2 separate regions of the Rattus norvegicus genome follow, and region 1 is linked to region 2. The links are chromatin contacts, called in public Hi-C maps. All regions are on one chromosome and are shown on one strand. The core of a region is the stretch at or near the end of the contact, and the rest is flanking DNA. Distances in the headings are between cores, read along the strand shown.

Region 1 (6,450 bases), core at 1,956-4,455, 99 kb after region 2:
CACACACACACACACACACACACACTCACACACATCAGGAGTCTATCACAGGGTTTCTTTTCCTTCCTTCCTTCCTTCCTCCCTCCCTCCCTCCCTCCCTCCCTCCCTCCCTTCCTTCCTAAGGCTGTTTGACACAGGTTCTCTCTGCCCTCCTGGAACTCACTGTATCAGACTGGCTTTGAATTTACAGATTCAAAGCAGAGGCAGTTCTGCTTGCCTCTACTAGGATCAAAAGCGTGCACCACCACAACCGGCTCATGTGGCTTCTTAAACTTTGCTTCCCACAAACCTCTCTTCTGCTGAATTCATGTTCTCTATATCCTGAACGTGAAATATACAAATCAAACATCTGCTGGAAATGACAAGTTCCTATTTGTGTATGTATGTGGGTGCAGCCGGGTATGAGGGCCAGAGCTAGGGTGGCCTCTGTCGCTCTCCACTGAATCTGGAGTTCGTCCTTTTAGTCATACTAGCTGACCACAAGTCCCAATCCCTCTGTCTGTGTCTCCCCAGTGTGGGATTACAGGCACTGACAACCATACCCAGTTTTACCAGTTTTGCTGTAGGGGACCTGAAAGCATACTTATGCTATCTCTATATACCCCCAAATTTATTTTAAATAAAATTCTGTAATATGCATAAACTATCTGATCTATATTTATAATCTTAAATTATTGAAGATTAAAGCATCCAGCCCAGCTAAGACTACATGAGACCATGTCTCAAAAAGAAACTTAAGCAAATTTTCATACTAATGAGATAAATTTATTTTTACATAAAGGCTGGGTATGTGGTGCATGCCTTTAATCCCAGCACTTGGGAAGCAGAGGCAGGTAAAGCTCTCTTGAGTTCTAGGCCACCTTGATCTACAGAGTTTCAGGACAGCCAAGGCTCAACAGTAAAACCCTGTCTTAAAAATCTAAAACATCGGGCTGGAGAGATGGCTCAGCCGTTAAAGGCTAGGCTCACAACCAAAAATCTAAAACATAATCAGTCAACCTTGGCTGATTATTTGACAGTTCTCCATGTAGAACTTCTTCAATATTTTTCAGAACTATAATTTGATTTAATACTTGTCAATACTGAGTATGCTGCTTCCCATATAGTACAAAATGGCAGGTGTGGCCTGGTTGGTTTTGTCAACTTGACACAACCTAGAATCACTTGGAAAGAGACCTCAGTTGACGAACTGCTTCCAGGGGCTGCAGAGATGGCTTGGGGAGGGACAGGGATATAGCTCAGAGACCTTGCCCAGCAAGCAGAAGTACCAGGCTCAAAACTCCACTCAGCACCTAAGACTTCAGAGGTGGTGCCACACACGTGGAATCCTAGGAGATGGGGGCTCAGAAGCTCAAGGTCATTCGCTGCTATAAAGTGAGTTCAGAGTAACAAGGAATACATGCACTTCTGTTCAAAACAAAATAAATAAAGTGAAACCAACCGAACATTCTAACACCGTCCCAAGGATCTGAAAGAATGCTGACTGGAAACTGGCTAGGGAATGACAGTATCTGGCATGGTGCCTACACAAGACAAATGAGAGACAATGCATGTTTTTGTTGTGCTTTTTACGTGATTTTACTTTCTTGTGTGTTGGGGGGGGGGGGGGCGGCGGATGAATGGAGGCCAGAACAGGGCATATCAAGTTTATTGGAACTAATGTTACAGGAAATTGTGAGATGTTTACTTGGGTGCTGGAAACAATTCAGGTCAGCAAACATTTTTTTTGTTGTTGTTTATTTTTTGTTCATTGATGTTTTGCTTACCTGCACATCTATGTAAGGACAGTTGGGAGCTGCCTTGTGGGTGCTGAGAATTGAACCCAGGTCCTCTGGAGAAGCAGTCAATGCTCTTAATCACTGAGCCCCCAGGACACATTCTTTTTTTTTTTTTTTCTTTTTTCTTTTTTTCGGAGCTGGGGACCGAACTCAGGGCCTTGCGCTTACTAGGCAAGCGCTCTACCACTGAGCTAAATCCCCAACCCCCCAGGACACATTCTTTTTTTTTTTTTTGGTTCTTTTTTTCGGAGCTGGGGACCGAACCCAGGGCCTTGCGCTTCCTAGGTAAGCGCTCTACCACTGAGCTAAATCCCCAGCCCCCCCCAGGACACATTCTTAATCCAGCATCCCTTCTGGTTTTCTCAGGACACACATGTGTACACACATGCAATTTTTTTTTTAATAAAAAATACTTCCAAGTTCTTTTTGCAGCTTCTTTCCTTTTTAGCTAAAGGACAAACTCCTTGAGTACTGCCATATAAAATAGAACTAGGGTGTGGGTCTCTTGGACTCAGCTATCAAGGTCGGTGGTTCTTAGGCGCTATTAGTGTTGTCTAATTGCTAATACCAAGAGGCCAGTGGTACTGTGTTCTGACTCATCCTTAAGTTCCATGGGCTAACTTTTCCAGCCTTGTTTGTGATTGTGTGGGAACTTGTTCAAGGAACAGCAGATGTGTACGGAACCCAGGCGATCCCACCTCAGGCTCTGGACTTCAATGTCTGCAGCATAAAATCACTCACTACCTGGACGAAGAGGAAATCCATTCTCGTCGTATTTCACGGTCTTGGGTCTCAAAAGTAAGAGGTAGAGCCCCATAGCATAGTTTACAGTCCCCCTTCCCCGCCCCCACCGTGTTCTTTCCACACAGCCTAGCGCAGCTCCTTGGTAGGTTTGCAGCAGGTCAGTTCCGGCCTCTTGGGTGAGTCAGATTTACCCCTTAGCCCTGTATGAGCTCAGCTCCACCTCTCGGTCTCTGTCCAGTCTCGGGATGCGTCTCCACCCTCACAGGATAGCGTCCCAGGACTGCTCCTATTTAGGATATGAGCTGCCACGTGCCCAAAGCATGCTGGGTGCCCCTGGGGAGGGGAAGATTCTCAGAAGGCAGGGCCACGAGCCCGCCACGCACCGCCCCCGCGTAGCCCGCGGCTTGTTCCGGAGACCGATGAATTGCTTCCGGGTTTCAAAACCTCCATTCTAAGGGGGCGGGTATAGAAGGTAGGCCGTAGAGTGGCCTAACATCCATTTCCGCCCGTTCTGCCCCCGGAGGTGTCGTTGAGCGATTGACTGCTTCTCTCGGGCTTCACGAGTGGCAGAACATGGTCCCGAGCCTCTGACAACGTTCCACCGCAAGTGGAACAAAGGCCTTTAAGCCACGCCCGGCGCCGCCTGCGTTCGGTGGGAAGTAGGTAACAAGGCTCATTCCATTGGCCCTTCCAGTGAGTGATGGAAGCATCGGCCAACTGCTGCCTGCACAAGACGCGTGCGTCCTCAATAGGTTTAGCACTAGGAAAACTACAAGTAAAACAACTGCTTTCAGCATTCTCTCTGGGGCTTCCAGAAGCTGCGCATGCGTAAAACACCATTGTCAACTTCCTGCACAAATTGAGAGAATTAGCACCTTCGGCCCTGTTGGCAAATTTACTGAGATTGACAGCACTGCGTAAGATCTGTCATTGCCTGGGCGTTCCAGAAGGAATCCGGCAGGCGAATGCAACGATTTGTCACTGTCAAAACTGTTAACTACAAAGCTCACGCCGAAAAACTTGCGTGATTGAATTATAAAAAAGGAGAAAAAAAAAAAAGTCGCGGGGCTGGAGATGTAACTCTTGATAGGCTCCCCTTAGCATGTACAGAATCCGGGGTTCGACCTTGTGTGTGCGTATAGTGGCGCACGCCTGTAATTCTGGCACTTGGGAGGTGGAGTTTGAAGAATTAGAAATTCAAAGCCAGATGACTTAGTGAGTTCAGGCTATCCCGAAATATATGAGACTCTTGTCTTAAAAAAAAAAAAAAAAAAAAAAAGCCGTAAACGATTTTGTTTTGGGAAGTACTCACAGATGCCCTCTGCTCTAATGGCCACAGGTTGGACAGGCCTGTCTGTATTTTCCTGTCTTCTGGCGGTAAGCTTATTTATAGCTTGAGAGCTGTTGGCCTGAATCTGTGCAGACACCTTGCTATAGTAGTAAGAATATTTATTTAGAGAGTGTTCCACAGCTTGTCTTATAATCTTTCTCTCAAGAGGTCCTCACATAACCCCTCGATTGGGATGGAGTTGTAGCTTAGTTGAGAGGTAGAGCAATTGCCATTCTCAGAGTACAATGGCCATCAAATCCCATAGACAGGTCACAAGTTGAGGAATAGAATGTTGGAGTCCCAAAAAAGACTGTCAAGGTGGAGCAGCCAAGAGGCCCCATCTCCCCACCCAGGGGTCCTATATTGTTAGGAACTACCACCTTGGTCACAAAGACCTTGTGTCAAAATGGGATTTATTTTATTTATATAAGCACACTATAGCTGTCTTTAGACACAGCAGAAGAAGGACTTAGACCCCATTACAGATGGCTGTGAGCTACTGTGTGGTTGCTGGAATTGAACTCAGAACCTCTGGAAGAGCAGTCAGTGTTTTTAACCACAGGGCCATCTCTCCAGCCCAGGGTGGTTACTCTTAAAGGAAGAGCATAGGCACAGTTAAAGTCAGAGCACTGGAAAGATAACTTTGTGCCTGGGATCTAAGAAGCATGTGAATGAACTGAAGACAGAATGAACAGGTCGTACTGTGGCGGGGTGGAGGGGTGGGGGTAGGGGTCAAGCCCAGTGAGCAGGGAAACCCCAGCATCCTGCAAACATCTGAAATTAGCTCTTAAAGTTTCGAATATAACAAAGTAATAGAACATTGGCTGGGAGGAAGAATGATAAAGATGGGATGTGTTGACAGTTACCTGGAGAGAGCTGGAGGATGGGGTACAAAAGATTGTGATTTCAAGGCTGGCCTGGACTGCAAAGTGAGTCCAAGGCCAGTCTACTGGTTTGCTTTTCTAAACTTGTGGTAATACATTCTAACCAAAAGCAGCTTGGGAAGGAATAGTTTTATTTCAGCTTGCAAGTTAACATCCATCACCAGAAGAAGCCAGCCAGGAACCTGGATGAAGGAACGGAAGTGAAAACCGTGGAGACACACTGCTCACTGGCTTGATCCCTGCCTCATTTTCAGCTATTGTTTTTATGCTATTTTAGAGATTTGCTTAGGAACTGGAGAGATGGAGACAAGAGCACTTGTTCTTTTGGAAGTTCTGGGTTCAGTTCCCAGCACCCACATGGTAACTCACAATCAACCATAACTCTAGTTTCAGGAGATCTGACAGTTTTTTGACCTTCATGGACAGCAGACCCGGAAGTAATGCACAGACATATGATGCAGGCAGAACACACAAACACACAGAATAGATAAATCTGAAAAATAAGAAGTGTATTAAGTGTATGTGTGCCATACACTTGCAGGTGTGAAGTGGAGGCCAGAAGACTGCATGGGTGCCCTGGAACTGGAGTTGTAGGCAGTTGTGAGCCGTCTGATGTGCATGCTAGGTTCTCTCCCAGGGATCTCTAAAACAGCAGTGAGTTAACTACTGAGTCATCTCTCCAGCCCTAGGTACTTTTTTCCTATCTTTCTTTTATTTAACTTGCTTAGTTGATGTGTCTGCTTATTGTGGTGCTGGGAATAGAACTCACAGCCTTATCCATGCTAGACAAGCATTCTGCTGTTTAGCTACATCCCCAGCCCCCCAACTAACCCACACACCAGTCTGATGGAGGTATCAAGACCTTATCTCAAAGTCTCACAATGAGTTAGACAAGGTGGCACACACCTGTAATCTCAGCAGAGTGAGTCCAAGGCCAGCCTGGGCTACATAGCAAGTGTTTGTTTAGGAAGAAGAGAGCTGGAGGATGTCTTAAATGTTAAAGAGTACTGGCTGCTCTTCTGGAGTATCAGGTTCAGTCCCCAGTACCCTCATGGTACTCCACAGCCGTCTGTAACTCCAGTCCCAGAGGTTTTGACACCTTCTTCTGGCCTCTGCATGCACTTTGCATGCACATGGTGCATAGACATACATGCAAAACAACCATGCACATAAAATTAGAAAAGGAGAATAGTAGAATGCTTGTCCAACATTTGTCAGTGCCTGTGTTTAATTCCCAATTAATGAACAAGTAGAAGCCAGAGAAAAACTTAAATAAACGAAAAAAACAAAGAGTGTGAAATGTTCACTGTAAAATCGGGTGCTGATCCAATGTATTGCCCTCTCCATCCTTGCAAACTTGCACTCTGCGATGTTTGTAAAAGCTCTCAGAATTCTGTTGGTGTGGCCAAGTGATAGAGTTCATCCGGCATGCCGGGTGTTCTGGGATTCCTGCCCAGGGAGAGTGGAAGGAGAAGGTGGCAGCAGCATGGGTTTATTAGAGCAGAGGGAGCCCCGTGTGTGCTGCACTTGGTTTATAAAGCATTTCCAAAAACAGGAGGTCCTCACACATGCAATATTTTTTTGTAGATTTATTTAGCTTTATGTGTTTGAATGTTTTTTCTGAATATGTGTATATGTTCCATATGTGTGCCTGGTGTCCATGAAGGTCAGAAGAGGACCTGGAGTTGGGATGGTTATGTTGTCTTTTGCTACT
Region 2 (6,429 bases), core at 797-3,296:
AGAGTTTTGGTTTTTTTTTCCAGAAACTTCTACTAAGTGAAACCAGGATTCTGAATTTGCTGCAGAAAAGAATTTCAGGACATGTCAGAATGAAGAATTGGCATTTATTAATAAGAGTTTTGAATATAGATTTAAGCACGTGTATTAGTAGAGAAAAAGAGAACACACACCCAAGCTGGGTGTGAGCTTCTGCATGAGTCATGCTTTCTGTACCTTTGTAGTAACCGTGTATCAGGTTTTCATGGCGTCTGAAGTTATGTCTGAGAAGACTGCCAAGCAACCTTAGTGGGATCCTATAGTGGCTGTCACAGGACAAGATCGTGGTAAGAAGGGGAGGCCATAGGCAGACAGGAAGGTTGCACAAGACGGTAGTTATGTTTTTTACTGTAAACAAAGATTTTTTTTATTGTGCAATTCCCAGGATTGCATATGAGGGTCTGCCCAGAGCACGGCTCTGCGGGAGCACGGCTCTGCGGGAGCCTGTAGCAGTGAGCAGGTAATGTGTGTGTGTCTGCTCTCTTGCTCTGTAATGCCCTCGAAGAGCAATGTTCTTAATTCCCAGTTCTGGGGCTCCAGGATCAGAAGAATGTCGATGACTTAGATGGCTCCTTAAAATTTAGCAGTTACCATACTTGCCAAAGGCTACCACGTGATGGGAACCCTAAGGAACTTGGGGAACCCTAAGTCTTTCATTCCACATTGCTGGTTCATATGGCCAAATCAGAAGGCACACGTGTGCTGCATGGTGCACTGTAATCTTAACATGATTTTCTTTTCTTTTTTCCTTTTGGCAGTTTCATATGTGTATATAAAGTATGGTCATGTTTATTCCTCATATTGCGCGTCATTCTTTTTTTTTTTCTTTTTTTCAGAGCTGGAATATTGCATCATTCTTATTTGAAATATTTCAGTATAAAAAGAATATTGTCTCTATAGGTAATCTTCACATCATCGACTTTGTTAGTTGTGTAGGAAGTCTGTTGTTTGCTTGTTTTTTGAGACAGGGTTCCTCTGTGTAGCCCTGGTTGTCCTAGAACTTGCTCTGTAGACCAGGACCGGCCTCAAACTCACAGAGATCTGCCTGCCTCTGCCTCCCCTAGTATTAAAAGAATGTGCCACCACCCCAGGTGAAGTCTTTTTTTTTTTTTTTTTTTTTTTGGTTCTTTTTTTCCGAACCCAGGGCCTTGCGCTTCCTAGGTAAGCGCTCTACCAGAAGTCTTTTTTTAATGACTTATTTAGTTTCTCTTATTTTATGTGCATTGGTGTTTTGCCTGCATGCATGTCTGTGTGACGTTGTCAAATGCCCTGAAGCTGGAGTTGAGGCAGTTGTAAGCTGTCATATGAATGCGGGGAACTGAACCAGGATTCTCTGGAAGAGCAGCCAGTGGTCTGAACCACTGACCCATCTCTCTAGCCCCAGTAGGAAGTCTTAACCCTTAGCTGGCGATTTCAGTCAGACTGCATGGTGTGTGTGTGTGTGTGTGTGTGTGTGTGTGTGTGTGTGTGTGTGTGTGTGTGTGTTGGGAGGGGGGAGGCTCCATTTCCTTCCCATACCCTTTTAATTAATCTGTTTTTCTCTCCTGCCTCAAGATTTGCTGAAATCTCTACTAGGAAGGTCTCTACCCTCCGCTGCAGTGGATCTTTCCCTCCGTGCGGCACAGACTTCCAAGCTTTTTGACTACGTCTATCTCTTGTTGCTATAACAGCACTGATCTAGAACATGTATAACCCTGCATTTGTCATCCAGTTCAGAGTATAACACCAAATAGCACACAGGGAGTCCTGGGAATTCTATAGGAAGTGGGACAGGCTAGTGAAAGGAAGGGCAGCGGCAGGGACTATTTGTTAAAAAGCCAGCTGGGCAGCGGGGGCCTTAGAGAAAGAGCAAATCAAGACACTGCCCTAAGCTATGGCCCCCAGCTCTAAGAGGAACTACAAAACCCAGGATTCCCTGAGGCACGAACGGGAAGCGTCCCATCCCAGCGTGACCGTAGTGAGGGGCGGTGTCCCAGAGGCGGGAGATTCAAAACTGGCAGGAGAAGGAACATGGAGTCTTGCACGGCAGGCCAGGCTCGGACAGCCTGTGAGTGCGGGAAGGATCTGAGGGTGGTGCGGGGTGCTGCTGGTGGGGCTTGGTCTTCGCGGGAGTTGCTGCCCGGAGCACAGTTCGCTGGGGGAGTTCGCCGAAGTGTGCGCAGGGTAACCGAGCGGCAGAACCATCAAAGGGCGCTCCCCCTTATTCCCAGGTTCTGAGGCTCTAGGGTCAGGGGAATGTAGATGATCTAGATGACCCCTTAAAATTCATTAATTACTATACTTACTAAAAGTGCCACGGGACGGGATTCCTCATTGAAACATTGCCTCCCAAATTACTTGATGCCTGATCACCTGGCTGTTTAAAATGCAGAACCTGGAGGTCCGGTTTGGCGGTGCACTCCGGTAATTCCAACAGTTGCAAAGTGGAGGCTGAAGGTCAAAAGTTCATGGTCATTCTTAGCTACATAGTACATAAAGAACAGCCTGGGCTACCCCACTGCTTTCTTAGAGAGAAACTCAGGTTCATGGGAAGGGCTGAAAGGATTCCACCCTATCATCTGAATGAAAAAGAAAACCTGCTTTCTTTTTACTCCTTCTCCACTAGGACACAAAGAGCAAAAATCTGTCCATCCACCTCATGAAGGAACGAGAGTTCCAGGAAAATCATTTTGTGGTGGTTGTTTTGTTTGTTTGTTTGTTTTTTGAGACCCTTTGGTATGTGGACTTGTGTGCGCAGGAGGCATACTCCAGGCCGCTGTCCTTGTTTGCTCGAGGCCCCTCCCATTCCATCTTGCTGAGTCCCCAACTCATAACTCGGAGGTGATGTCACTCACTTACTGGTTTATTTTCCATGCTTCAACAACCAACTCTTGTTCCTTGTAAACTCCCTCAGACCAACCCATGGATTTTCTGCCGTTGGCCAGCACTTTCAAATCTGTATTTGGTTGTGTGTGTCTGTTGAACTGCCAATTCAAATAAGCCCAGCCCTTCCTGAAGTCATACGGCAGGATATCGAAGATGAGGAAATAGGATAAGGAGTAAAAATGACTGGAGTGCCCAGTCAAAGACAAATCGACCATGCTCTCCTGCATATTTGTTTGTTGCTCCTGCAAAAAGTTGTCCCGCACCCTGTGTTTATTTTTATATTGTGTTCCCCGTGAAAAACAGATGGAGAGGTAAAAAGACCATGGCTAAGGCAAAACAGGAATGCTCACCAGCCCAGGGCCTGGCAGAAAGGTATCGCATGAATGATTGACTGTGCTAATGGTTGATCATGTCAGCTGTGCTCCCAAGGGACCACACGTGATAACACAACTTTGAGAAGTTAGCATCTAGTGAAGGCTGCGATGTGAAGCTACACTCCTAGCGGAGGAAAGCTGTGAAAGGTCTGGCTGGGGCCACTGAAGGAGGTTCATGAGGTAGACTTGAGAAAGAGGAGAAAGATGGGAAGATGACTCCATAGGAAAGAAGGAAATGTCTCTGGCACAGAAGGATGCTCCCTGACAGTGGGAAGAACTGGGGCACAGAGAGTGTTTCTGTGCTCTGAAGGGGCTGCTGAGGGAATTTGTTCAGAAGCAGCTTCAGAGCTGAGGTCTTCTTTTATTTTTTAAGATTCATTTTTCTTTACGTGCATGTGTCTGTGAATATACACCTTGTGTGTATGGGTGCCCACAGAAGCCAGAAGAGGGCGTTGGTAGTTTCGAGCTGCCCAGTGTGGGCGCTGGGATTCCTATCTAATGCACACTCCTTGCCTATCTCCCCTCACGATTTAGATGATCGTCTCACAGCTGAGGAGATGGATGAGCAGAGGCGACAGAATGTCGCCTACCAGTACCTGTGCCGGCTGGAGGAAGCCAAGCGGTAAGCAGGGTCCACTTTCCCTATCTCTCCTATTCCAGTCACCTGTCCCCAGAGCAAATGCAGACAGGGGCTGTGCTGCAGGAAACGGCAAGTTAAAATGGTTAAGTCGAGCTAGGCATGGTGATAAAAAGTTCAAGGTCAGCTGAGAAGGAGGTAGCTCAGTAAAGTGCCTGGCATACAAGTGAAGACCCGAGTTCAGACCCACGGCACACAGAAGAAGCCAGCTGCAGCAGCATGTACCTGGAATCCCAGTCCTGGGGAGGCAGAGGTGGGCAGAACTATGGAATTTATTGGCTGGCCAGCTTAGCCAATTAGGGAACTTTAGGTTCAATGAGAGACTCTGCCTCAAAACCTAGGATGGCAAGCGATCAAGGAAGATACCTCACATCGGCCTCTGGCCTCTGCATGCACGTGCACACACATGCAAAAGGGTTCCCATAAGAACAGGCACCCCACCCCCACCACTCCCACACACAGAGTTCAAAGAAGTCAGCCTCAACTACATAGCAAGTCTAAGACCAGCCTGGACTTCACGTAAACCCTATCTTGAAAAGGCTGGCAGTGGTAGCACCCATTTCTAATTCCAGCACTCAGGAGGTAGAGTCAGGTGGATCTCTGAGTTCGAAGCCAGCCTGGTCTACAGAGTCCCTGACAGCCAGGGCTACACAGAGAAACCCTGTCTGGGGGTTGACGGGGGGTGGGGATAGGGGGTGGGGGAACAAACATAGTCTTGACTAGTTTCAGGTTCAATAGAAGACACCTTATTTTCCTTAGACAAGGCCTTTCACTGAACCTGGAACTAGGCTGCTGGGGTTACAAGTGTAGCTGTGCCTGGGCTTTTATATGGGTGCAGGGGCTTTGAGCTCAGGCCCTCATGCCTATGTGGCAAGCACTCTGACCTCTTGAGTGCTTGCCACTTCCCCACTCTCTTTTTCTTTCCTTAAGAATTTTTTTTTAATTTAACTTAATGCATTTGAGTGTTTTGCCTGCATGTTTGTCTGAGGACCACGTGCATGTCTGGTACCCTTGAAGGCCAGAAGAGGGTGTCAGATCCACTGGAACTAGAGTTACAGATGTTGTGAGCTGCCATATGGGTGCCGGAATCAGACTCAGGACCTCTTAACTCTGAGCCATCTCTCCATTCCCCTTGCGAGAAGCAAGGTCTGCTTGACTCTCCTTGGAAACATACTATTGTAGAGCTCAGTATCTGGAGAATCTACCCCAGGATTCACTGTGCTTGACTTATATGGCCACCAGCAGTAAAATGCATTTATAGTCAAAGTGTGCTCAGAATCAGCCCACTGAAGCCGGCAAGACCATTGATGTTGGCCTCGTTTCTGCAGAATGCAGTTGAATTTCAGAGATGAAGTGAGGGAGATGGGTTGGGAAGTGGGAGTGAGGCTTTTCTGTCCCTTGTCCTGTCCTTCTTCCATCAAACCACAGGGCCCCTAATACTCTTATTATCCTCAGAACTGCATAGTGAGCTGTGGAGGTCATTCCATCAGACATGAGCGTTCTGTACCTAAGTTCTCAGAACTGTAAACAAGGAGAGAAATGGCAGAGTCCATTTTGTTTGAATCTGGTATGTAGCCAGACAAAGTGAGCAGTTACCTTACACAACAGGGTAAGAGTCTGGCTACACCTGTCCTTGAAGACAGGCTGAAGTGACAGTTTTGGAATTTTGGGTCTCCCTCCCTCTCCCCCTTCCCCTCTCTTTCTTTTTTCTGAGACAGGGTTTCTCAGTGTAACCAACCCTGGCTGTCCTGGACTTGCTTTGTAGACAGACTGGCCTCAAATTCACAGAGATCCACCCGCCTCTGTCTCCCGAGTGGTGGGATTAACGGCGTGCACATGATGCCCAGCTGGTTTCCTTAAAAATACAGAAATATTGTAAGAATGTGGTTTTTTTTTTTTTCTTTCTTTTTTTCGGAGCTGGGGACCGAACCCAGGGCCTTGCACTTGCTAGGCAAGCGCTCTACCACTGAGCCAAATCCCCAACCCCATAAGAATGTGTTTTTGTTTTTAACCCCAGGCGTAGGGATATGAGGTTGCTTTAGACTGCCACAGCGACTGTCTATAATTTGCTCCAACAAAGGCATGGTTTTTGCCAGCTGCAGATAGTTACTGTATGATGTTTGGAATTTTGGGACCTTTTTAGAGGGTATATAAATGTGAGGGTTGTAAGAGGCATTGGTGATGGTTGCTAAGGGGGTGGGTGGGTTTATTGTAGTTTGTTAATAGCCATAGTCAAAAAGAAAAGAAATTAGATTTAGAGATCTCTTTCTCCTCTATCAAACAAGGGATTTAAGGGTTGGATAAATCTTTAAAGGGAGGGGAAAAGAACACATAAAGTAGCAGAGACCAGCTACAACAGGCAGGTATGGGAGCCAGTCAGGGAGGCTTTCCAAGGTGAACGAGGCAAAGGGTTGGCTTATTTAGGCCTCTGTGGCAGTTTGGGGAAAGTGGGGACTCTAGGAAGAGAAGGGAAGTTAGGGATGGCCTGGTGTGTTAAGTCACTTGAGGGATGGGCAG

The links. A called contact is a pair of places that touch in the nucleus more often than the background predicts.
Region 1: a contact with region 2 is called in a Hi-C map of kidney, with 2.6 times the contacts expected there. The contact joins the enhancer-like site here to the promoter of Iqgap3 in region 2. A contact is called at or near these places in 5 of 12 Hi-C or Micro-C datasets (the A7r5 cell line, the Rat2 cell line, Schwann cells and 2 more) and 1 of 1 datasets of contacts at active chromatin or transcription factors (oligodendrocytes).

Annotation. Positions count from the first base shown.
Region 1 is chr2:175,936,021-175,942,470 of GRCr8, forward strand. No RefSeq gene overlaps it. Among named protein-coding and RNA genes, the nearest start is that of Mef2d, 35 kb to the left of the region's middle. Within about 2 kb of position 3,206, at least 91 of the 93 cell types and tissues checked have an H3K27ac peak or open chromatin away from gene starts, as enhancers often do. A contact at or near this core is called in the A7r5 cell line, Schwann cells and kidney, where this site is marked.
Region 2 is chr2:175,837,955-175,844,383 of GRCr8, forward strand. It overlaps Iqgap3 (IQ motif containing GTPase activating protein 3), which reads left to right and starts at 2,047. Exons shown (of 38, transcript NM_001191709.1): 1 at 2,047-2,083; 2 at 3,810-3,897. The coding sequence starts at 2,047.